Linked DNA regions of Hordeum vulgare: region 1 is linked to region 2. Evidence: chromatin contacts called from public Hi-C data. All regions are on one chromosome and are shown on one strand. The core of a region is the stretch at or near the end of the contact, and the rest is flanking DNA. Distances in the headings are between cores, read along the strand shown.

What was found. Hi-C and Micro-C count contacts between places; a contact is called where the count stands out from the background.
Region 1: a contact with region 2 is called in a Hi-C map of leaf, with 4 times the contacts expected there. The contact joins the promoter of LOC123424893 here to the promoter of LOC123424890 in region 2. A contact is called at or near these places in 4 of 6 Hi-C or Micro-C datasets (leaf and seedling) and 1 of 1 datasets of contacts at active chromatin or transcription factors (embryo).

Annotation. Positions count from the first base shown.
Region 1 is chr2H:55,379,537-55,384,174 of MorexV3_pseudomolecules_assembly, reverse strand. It overlaps LOC123424893, which reads right to left and starts at 3,384. Exons shown (of 1, transcript XM_045108585.1): 1 at 1,858-3,384. The coding sequence starts at 3,064. The coding sequence ends at 2,438.
Region 2 is chr2H:55,248,201-55,252,976 of MorexV3_pseudomolecules_assembly, reverse strand. It overlaps LOC123424890 (DEAD-box ATP-dependent RNA helicase 10), which reads left to right and starts at 2,693. Exons shown (of 13, transcript XM_045108581.1): 1 at 2,693-3,026; 2 at 3,114-3,237; 3 at 3,326-3,395; 4 at 4,132-4,194. The coding sequence starts at 2,840.

The DNA.
Region 1 (4,638 bases), core at 2,135-4,634, 130 kb before region 2:
GGTGAAGCTTCATGGTGTTGTTGGGAGCCTCCAATTAAGTTGTGGAGATTGCCCCAACCTTGTTTGTATGAGTTCGGTGACCGCCCTCAAGGGTTCCTTAGTGGAATCACGACATCTTGAATTGTGCGAGGGCGTGAGGAGAGTACGGTGATCTTAATGGCTTCTTGCGGAGCATTGTGCCTGCACACCGCTCCAAACGGAGATTAACATCCGCAAGGGTGTGAATTTTGGGATACATCGCCGTCTCTGCAAGCCTAGGTTATCTCTTACCCGAGCCCTTTACTTACGCATTTTACTTTGTGATAGCCATATTGTTTCTTGTTATATCTCTTGCTATCACTTAGTTGTTTATCTTGCTTAGCATAAGTTGTTGGTGCACATAGGTGAGCCTAGTTATTTTAGGTTTTATGCTTGACTAATTAAATGTTAGTTTTATTCCGCATTTGTTCAAGCCTAAACCGTAATTATTTTAAAGCGCATATTCACCCCCTCCTCTAGGAGACATCCATGTCCTTTCACTTATCCTCCGAGAATTGTAGATCCACCTTCTTGAGTTGCGAGATCGAGAGCGGGAGGCCTAGGTATCTCATCAGGAGGTCTTAGTCAGAGGCAAACTCTACCGAGCATGGCCCAGGCGGACATGGGAGTAATGGATGGGCACAAGTGAGATCTTTTGGAAGTTTGTGCAAAGAATAGTCACCTCCCCAAATCCTTCAAGAATTGTCGTCAGGTTGTCGATATCTCTCTTGATAGGAGCCATGAACGCGGCCGTATCGTCGGCGTAGAGGGATGTTCTCACCATGGCCCTCCTACCACGAATCTTGTGAAAGAGGCCCTTCCGCGTTGCGAGTTCTAGGATCTGTTGCAGTGGGTCGATTGCAAGCACAAAAAGGAGAGGCGAGAGTGGGTCGCCTTGGTGAAGACCCTCGCCATGTTTGATTGTGAGTCCAGCCACCCCATTCAAAAGAATCCGGAAGAAGAAGTGCAGAGAAGTGTGCACTTCCAATTCCGGACCTTGCTCGAGAACCCTTTTTTTTTTTGGACAAGCTCAAGAATAAACTCCACTTGACCGAATCGAAAGCATTTCGGATGTCCAACTTGAATAGGAGTGCGGCGTTTTGCACCAGTGCAGCCTCCCAAGCTCAAGTACTTACATCACTTCATAGTTATACATTAATCTTAGCGGCAATTATGGGGCTGCTTCCACTGGAATTTCGGAATTTGTCAAAAAAAAATTTGTTGTTGCTACCAGTAGCTTTACAACTAAATCATATAAATTACAATGGACTTCTAGTTCACCAATCAGACCATGTTTTCTCTCATGAAACCACCAGGAGCTCTTCTGGATGAACTGGTCACCAGGCTTACACTAATACTACAATGGAGAAGAAAAACACAAGGCAGAAAGCTTTACTAGATCATGCAACATACAATGGACTTCTAGCTACACCAATCAGAAGTTCTTTTCTTCTTTTCTCTCGATGGTTATTGTGGATTATTTGATCAAAAGTTCTTGTGGATTATTTCATTACCATGGTTACATTACTTCAGCGAATCTTAAAGAAAAGAGGAGGCGACTATAATTTTAGAGAACAACTAGAGTGCAACACAATTAAGGACTATTAAGTTAAGTATAGTCAGCTCATGATCATTTCCGGATGACGATCGACCACATCGTTTCGAGATTTATAACTGTACATCCATGCCATGCCATCTGTGCATGAAGAAATCAAACCGTGTATAAGATGTATCATCAAAGCAAGTAAAGATTAAGAGATCAGATAAAGAACCAGGCAAGAATTAATCACCCAAGGCTCTCAAGACTTGTTAAATACCTACCTAACTGACCTTACATAATTAAAGAACAGAAGACGTGGCTCTAATTTATAAAACAGCTATAGAACAGCATGAGTACAGCTTCTGAATAGTACAGTTGATCACAGCTGATTTCGGCCTTAAAGACTTCATGCCAGTACAGTTGGGCCAGTTCTTGATGAGGTATCGAACTGTATTGCTACTGTAGTTACATCCATGAAGAGATTTGACCAAAACCATGGATAAACAGGGAACTAGGCAAGAATTGATCACTCCCAAGCTCAAGTATTTACATCAGTTCTTCGTCATACATTAATCACCCAAGCTAATATCAGCGCCAAATTTTACACACATATACAAGCACCGGCTCTTATTCATCATCATCAATCGCCACCACCGGACGGCGATTCCGCGGCAAAGGAGCCAAGAACAATTCGTTCTCTTCCATCCATGAGCAGCTAAGAATCCGATCCCCAAACGATCGGATTGATCGATCGATTTAGCTAGGACACATAATAAATCATAAATCAAGAACCCCAAGGAACCGAAAATGCGCCTCTCTCTGATCTGACGACGAACCTACCGACTCTAATCCTTCAATTCAATTAGCGGCATGGATGGATCAGGAGGAGCAGTTAGCGCAGCGCACCAACCCGTTCTCGTTGCAGTCGGCGCAGCGGAGGGCGCGGTCCTCCTCCTCGTCGAACACCTTGCGGCTGCCGGCGCAGGCGGGGCAGGGGACGAAGCGGACCCCGCCGCAGGCGTCGCAGACGAAGGCCGGGTCCTGGCCCGCGGCGCCCTCGAGGAGGCGCCGGAGCTGGCCGGACTCGTGCAGCTGCCGGACCTCGTCGGCGCCGCCCACGAGCCGGCCCCCGATGAAGAGCTGCGGGAGCGAGAAGGCGCGGCCCCGGGCCGCGAGCAGCGCCTGCAGCTCGCGGCGCAGCGCGGCGTCCATGGACACGTCCCGCTCGTCGACGGCGACGCGGGAGCCGCGCAGGATGGCCCGCGCGGCCGAGCAGTCCGCGAAGGTGCGCCGCACCCCGCGCAGCGACGTCGTGTAGAGCACCACCGCCTGCGGCCGCGCCCGGGGCTCGTCCGCCAGCTGCGGCCGCCGCCACCTGGGCAGCAGCCGGTGCCCCTGGTGGTGGTGGTACGTCAGCGACCGCCCGAACTGCGGCCGCGCCTGCTGTTGCTGCTTCTTGCCGCAGCCGCCCTCCGTCCCGCCGGCCACGCCGCAGCCGCCCTCCATCCCCTCCTGGACCTCAGGGACGACGCGCGGCAGGCAAGGTTCTTGATTCTTGGTGGCTATGGCGGTTACCTCGGGCCGGGGCGACGATGGGTTGGGAAAGGAAAGGGGAGAAAGGAAGAGTCTTGCGAAAGCGAGGATGGAATTGGTTTCGCCGGAAGGTGGATGGAGGTGGGGTTTAGTTAGTGGTGGCCTATATATATTTTCTTTTCTTCTCCCGGTGGAAGTTTCGTCATTGCTTTTAGTTTGGTTCTTCCCCTTCTCCTTCTTCTTCTTGATGCTGAGTGTGTCAAAAATAACTCAGCTACTGATTCACCAGCTAAATATCGTGAGCAAAAATGGCACGCACGGCCAATTTGGCAGCTGATTTCTCTACTAAAACCAGCAACTAATTGAGAAACGGAGGGCGTTTCCAGTTGGAACCAGCAGGTGGTAGCAAAAAAAGAACATTTTTGAAAGCATTTTAATTATGTCTCTCTGGCAGGTTATTAGTTTTTGTGGTTGCTACTTGCTGTATTTTGTGATTAGACCGAGTGGCTAGCTGGCTGGCTAGTATGTGTCCCGGGTGTGGCAGTTATTACCGGTGGTTTTTGCAACTGTGAGGAAGGTTCTTGAACGTTTGTTGTGCTCGGCTTCAACGAGAGCCTGTCATTTTCTCTACCCTAACTTCTCCCTTTTCTCTATTTTGTGTGATCCATATTCAGTTGACAGTGCAAGTAGGAGAAGTGGCACACGGCTCTCTGTTCATTTTAGTTCACGATGTTTTGACTGGGGCAGTTTTGGTCTCTTGGATGACTTAATCCGGACAAAGCATGCTCAAATTATAGTTACAATATATTATAACGATATGAAGAAGTAGATGGAACTTCGTCTATGTTGTCTCAACACAGTCAGTCCCAAATTCGAATAAAGGAGGAAGGTTGAGATAGGCTTGACGAGTCAACGCCAAAAGTGAGCCACTCTTATATGGAGATAAAATTACAAAGATTTCATAAGGTTTTGACTGGACAAATCGTTTTTGAAAGACTTAGTCGGGAAAAATCATGCTTAATTTTATGTTATTTTATATTTTGAAATAAAATCACACCACTTATTTTGGTGGGAATATTTTGATAAGAAAACATTATAGTCATGCACATAAATAAATAAATAAAATACGTTTTTTCTATAGGTTATGATAATCCACCATAATGTCAAATCTAAACTAGCTAGTTAATTGCCCGTGTGTTGGAGTGGAGGCATACCTATTCTAAAGGTATCACCCATCATATTCTATCTTAGTAAGATTTAGTTTGGTTTGAGTATGGGTATGAGAAGGAAAGTACATTTTGATTTAGTTGAGTTTTGATAAGATTTGATTTGATTTTGGGCATGGTAAGGCAAGGCGATACAAGTTTTTGATCCAGTTAAGTTTTTAGTAAGATTTGATTTGATTTGATTGAGTTAATGCGGAACGTGATTTTGAGAAAGTATCAATTTGGTTTAGATTATGCCAAATACTCCACTTATGCTAAAAAAAATTCTACGACATCGATTCAGATTTTATCAAGAAAAAAGAACAGAAAACCAAGTGGAAG
Region 2 (4,776 bases), core at 1,444-3,943:
TTCTGACTTTTTTATGATGAACTTTGACAAAAATTTAAGTGCTTGTATATTTTCATCACGAGGTACCATTTGAGTAAGGCGTGAAAAAAATATACAAAAACAATGCTCTGAAAATGCTACTTTTGAAAGCATTTTGAAACACTGATTTTATTTTTTGCCACGCCTTACACATCTTATGATGAAAATTTGCGAGCACTTAGAACATTTGTCAAAGTTTATCACAAAAAATGTTCAGAATTTTTTAAAACGTTTTTATTTTATTTTAATGTTCATGCAAGTGCATTTGAGCTCGAGCTCAAAAGGGTACTTTCTCCTTGCAGAGGGCACTTCCATCGTCTTTGGTAATGACAACTGACACATTGCGTGTGCGTCGCTACCTGGAAGTTTTCTCTTTTTTGTTCACGGACTTATTTTTTTCCAAACATTTTATCTCTTACTCCAAATCACAAATCATTTTCGTAATTGAATTTCTCACGTCAAGATATTTGTAACTAGGTGCAATGTTAATATGTTTTGACAAACTTGCATTTTCTTCTTTTTTTGAAAACATAGAGCTATGCTTTTTTCCCTTTTTGGGCAGGCACATATGTGCCTTTCCCTTTTTGGTAAGCACATTTGTGTTTCTCATGAAAACACACATCATAAATCTCGTAGAACCACATTTATGCTTCTAGCAGAAGCATATATTATACTTCTCGCGAAAAAAAGCATTGTTTCTATTTCTTTCAACAAAACCAAAGGAAAACCAAGCAAAAATCGAAACTAGAAACAAGCAAACGAAATCTGTAAACACGTGAAGAGAAAAAAAAGAGCAAAATCCGTAGGGAGCACCAATGTGCACCAAAAGTGATCTATGAGTTTCTCTTTGATTGTACCCTCCAATTGCTTGCTCCCGACAAATAGGAGCACCTACGTGTAATATCTTCTCAGTTTTTATTTACTTCGTATGGGAACATTACAAAGTTTTTTTATTGAACGAGGAAGGACAGATTGGCCCTTATATTGCATGTGATAATATGGTTACATCATCAGGTAGGGTATAAATGAGGAAGCCAGGGGGCTCCTCCATCCACTTTCTAGTTCTAGTGGGTTCGGCAAATCTAGCTAAGGTATGAGCAACCGTGTTTGCTTCCTAGGACAGAAAACAAAGTGGATAGAACTAAAATTCTTGGCAAAGAAAGAGCATTCTTCGTAAACAGCAGCCGCCGGTCCGAGGGAATTGCCATCTTGTATCATGGTGTCTATCACCTCCGTGCAGTCGGACTCAACTACAAGTTTCTGCACTCCCACCTCACTAGCCAGAATAAGTCCATCTCTGAGTGCTCTTGCTTCGGCCGAGCTGGTGTCTTCGGCAAACGGAATCCCACTGCATGAGGCGGCGATGAAAGTACCTCTGTCGTTCCGCAACACAGCCCCTGTGCTTCCCGTCCCCGAATCGCTAGAAAACCCAGCGTCGACATTAAGCTTATAAAGACCCTCAGGTGGCCGCTGCCATCCGTGCCGAACTACCCCTTCTTCTTCTCCCTAGCCCTAGCAAAGTTCTTCGCAAGAGCTGATATTGCATGCGCTGATCTGGGAGCCTCAAAAATTTCCTCGCCATGGGTGAAGTTCCTCCTTTCCCACCATACATACCAGACGGTAGTTGCAATTAGTTCACCACGACCGACATCCGATAGGTGTGAGCTAATTTTGCTCTTAGATAAGAGCAGTTCCGAGAGGATGGCACTCCCATCTCGCTCCATTGTACAGGTCTGTTGCACAAGGCTGTAAAGCCCCAAGATTCTCCAGATATCTTGCACTCTCGGGCATTGGAAGAAGGCGTGTTTAATGCTCTCACAATCTGTTGTACACAACGGGCATTGGGAGCTAGCCATGATATGACGATTGGCCAATACACCATAGCAGGGTATTGCTCCCAACAGAGATTTCCATAGATGGATTTAATCTTTGCAGGGATCCGCAGTTTCCATATGGTTCTACAAATTGGACTATTACCTGAGGATTGGTTTGTGTTTGTTCTCCTCAACTTTCACCCATGTTGGAATTCCCACTCTTCATGGTAAGCCGATCTAACAGAAAAGATCCCATGCTTGTCTGGGTGCCAAGAAACAAAATCAAACATCATTCCCAAAGCGAGTGGGATATTCATAATGCGTTGTCCATCTACCGGCCAGAACAGATCATTGATGAGCTCCTCGTCCCACGCTCTGCTATTTGCATCTATGAGTTCAGATACTTTAGTAAGAACTATAGTGTTCCTTGGAACATTACAAAGTTTGATTAAGTTTATTGAAAACAATCTATTTTTTCACACTAACAAATACTTCTTCTGTCTCAAAATAAGTGTCTTAAGCTTAGTATAATTTTGTACTAGAGGTAGTATAAAATCGAGACATTTATTTTGGGAGGGAGGGAGTACATATGATATTCTGTATTCAATAATGAATCTGAAGGTATTGATTTGGTATTGTGTATGTTAATAATTTATTTATAAATTAATTCAAAGTTTAAAGAGTTGGTTTCAAGACAAAGGTAATATGCCAAGTAAATAAAAACAAAAGGAGTATATGAAGTGGGCCATTCCCGGACCGAGGCCGCTCCCAGCGGCCAGGCCGAGCATGCCGGCCCACGAGATTTTCCCACCCTCCGCTTCGTCCGCTAGGGTTTATGCCGCCGCGCCGACCCCGCGGCCGTGTGCGCCAAGTTCTGTCTCCCGTCACATAACCAGCAACCGCCGAGCGCCACGCCTAGCAGACCAACCCCACGCCGCCGCCGCATTCACCCACGCGCGCACAGAAGACTCCAGTCTTCTCCTCTCCTCTCCTCTCCCCCCGTAGCCATGGCGGTGGTGGACAAGGCGGCCGCCGGGGGCGGCGAGGCGCAGCAGCGGGAGCCGGAGCCGGCGGCCGAGGCGTCGACGTTCGCGGAGCTGGGCATCTGCCGCGAGCTGGTGGAGGCCTGCGACGCCATGGGGTGGAAGCAGCCCACCAAGATCCAGGCGGGGGCCATCCCCCACGCCCTCCAAGGTACTACCGGCGGCGCCGCCGGCCGTTTATGCGTGCAGCTGTGGTGGTCGCGGGTCGTTGATTCTGGGTTCGGATTTTTGGGCGCAGGGAGGGACGTGATTGGGCTGGGGCAGACGGGGTCCGGGAAGACGGGCGCTTTCGCGCTGCCCATCATCCAGGCGCTGCTCGAGCACCGCCAGCCCTTCTTCGCCTGCGTCATGTCGCCAACGAGGTTACTTTCCTTTGCCTCTCCTTCCCGAGATACATTTCCTTTTTCGATAGCTTGCGTGGAAGCTTACCCTGAGGCTGTGGGGGTTCAGGGAGCTAGCCATTCAGATTGCAGAGCAGTTCGAGGCGCTAGGGTCAGGGATCGGCTTGGTTTGCTCAGTGGTAAGTGGCGCTGATACAATTGACTGTTTATCCAGTTCTGCTACTAATTACTCCCTCCGTTCCTAAATATAAGACCTTTTAGAGATTGCACTATGAACTACATACGGATGTACATAGAGATATTTTAGAGTATATATTCATTCATTTTGCTCCGTATGTAGTCTCCTAGTGAAATCTCTAAAAGGTCTTATATTTTGGAACGGAGGGAGTATATGCTACAACCAATTGGATGCGCATACTGCAATATGCTTTGTGTCTTTGCGCGCATCCTAGGTCTGATTAACTAATTGTTGTAATAGCTGGCTGTGAATTGTTGGCTACCTGCCTTTGATCGTATTGCGCGCATAACATGAAGAGGAGTAATGTCAGGGTGCTGTTTTGAATTCTGAATATATGTAGCCTATTTCAACTTTGGTGAAGCCAAAGCATAGGGGAACATAGTTATTACTATATTTTTTTAAAGATCATAACTAAATTGAATAAGTTTGTCGCTTTACGAGCCCATAAGGACAATTTTAGTGTTTGTTGATGACCTTTCTCCTCCACAACGGCAAGACTGCTTCAGTGTTTCACTTTCACGCTGATTACTTCTGCTCAGTATACTTAGATGAAATTTTCTATCTTCTATTGCATTAAGATGTCTCTTGGTGACCATGGTACAACCTACTTAAATCAAGTATTCGTCAACAATAGGAGACTATTGAGTTACTGTTTTAAGGTATTTCCCCCTTTTCAGCTTGTTGGAGGAGTTGACCGGATGCAGCAAGTGTTATCCATTGCAAAACGTCCACATATTGTGGTGAGTATCCTCTACCCAATCCTAACCTAATAAGTACAATATAGGTTCTGTATTCTCTGTGCTTTGAAATTGCAAGTGAGTCATGTAGATTAAAATCCACACACAACCATCAACTCCTTCAAATCCCAAAGTGGAAAAAAGCTCTGGCATCAGCATTATCATATACTAATTCTTGGCCTTAAGAAATGCCCTTTTGGCTAACCTGAAGCTTCTTCAATTAGACAGCTTATCGAGCCTTTTAACTCCCCTTTATAACTTATGGTACCATTTCTAGTAACTCTATTTGTGAAAGCTCTTGAGGGTTTATTGATAGATAATGTACCTGAAGTTAATATACTCCATTCCAAGTTAAAGTGCATATAGAATTATAGATTTTGTCGTAAGTCAAAGTTTTACCAAGTTTTTAGAAAAAGTATTTTAACGGATATCTATATGGAAATAGAGGGAGTAATATAAGCGCTTTTAATTTTGAAAGCCATTGTGATGACAAGCGTATCCTTATAAGACCCAAGATGCTCCATTTCACTGAGTTTAGCATATATAAGTAGCTTCTAGAGTCTAGTAGACACGGGACTTGGGTAT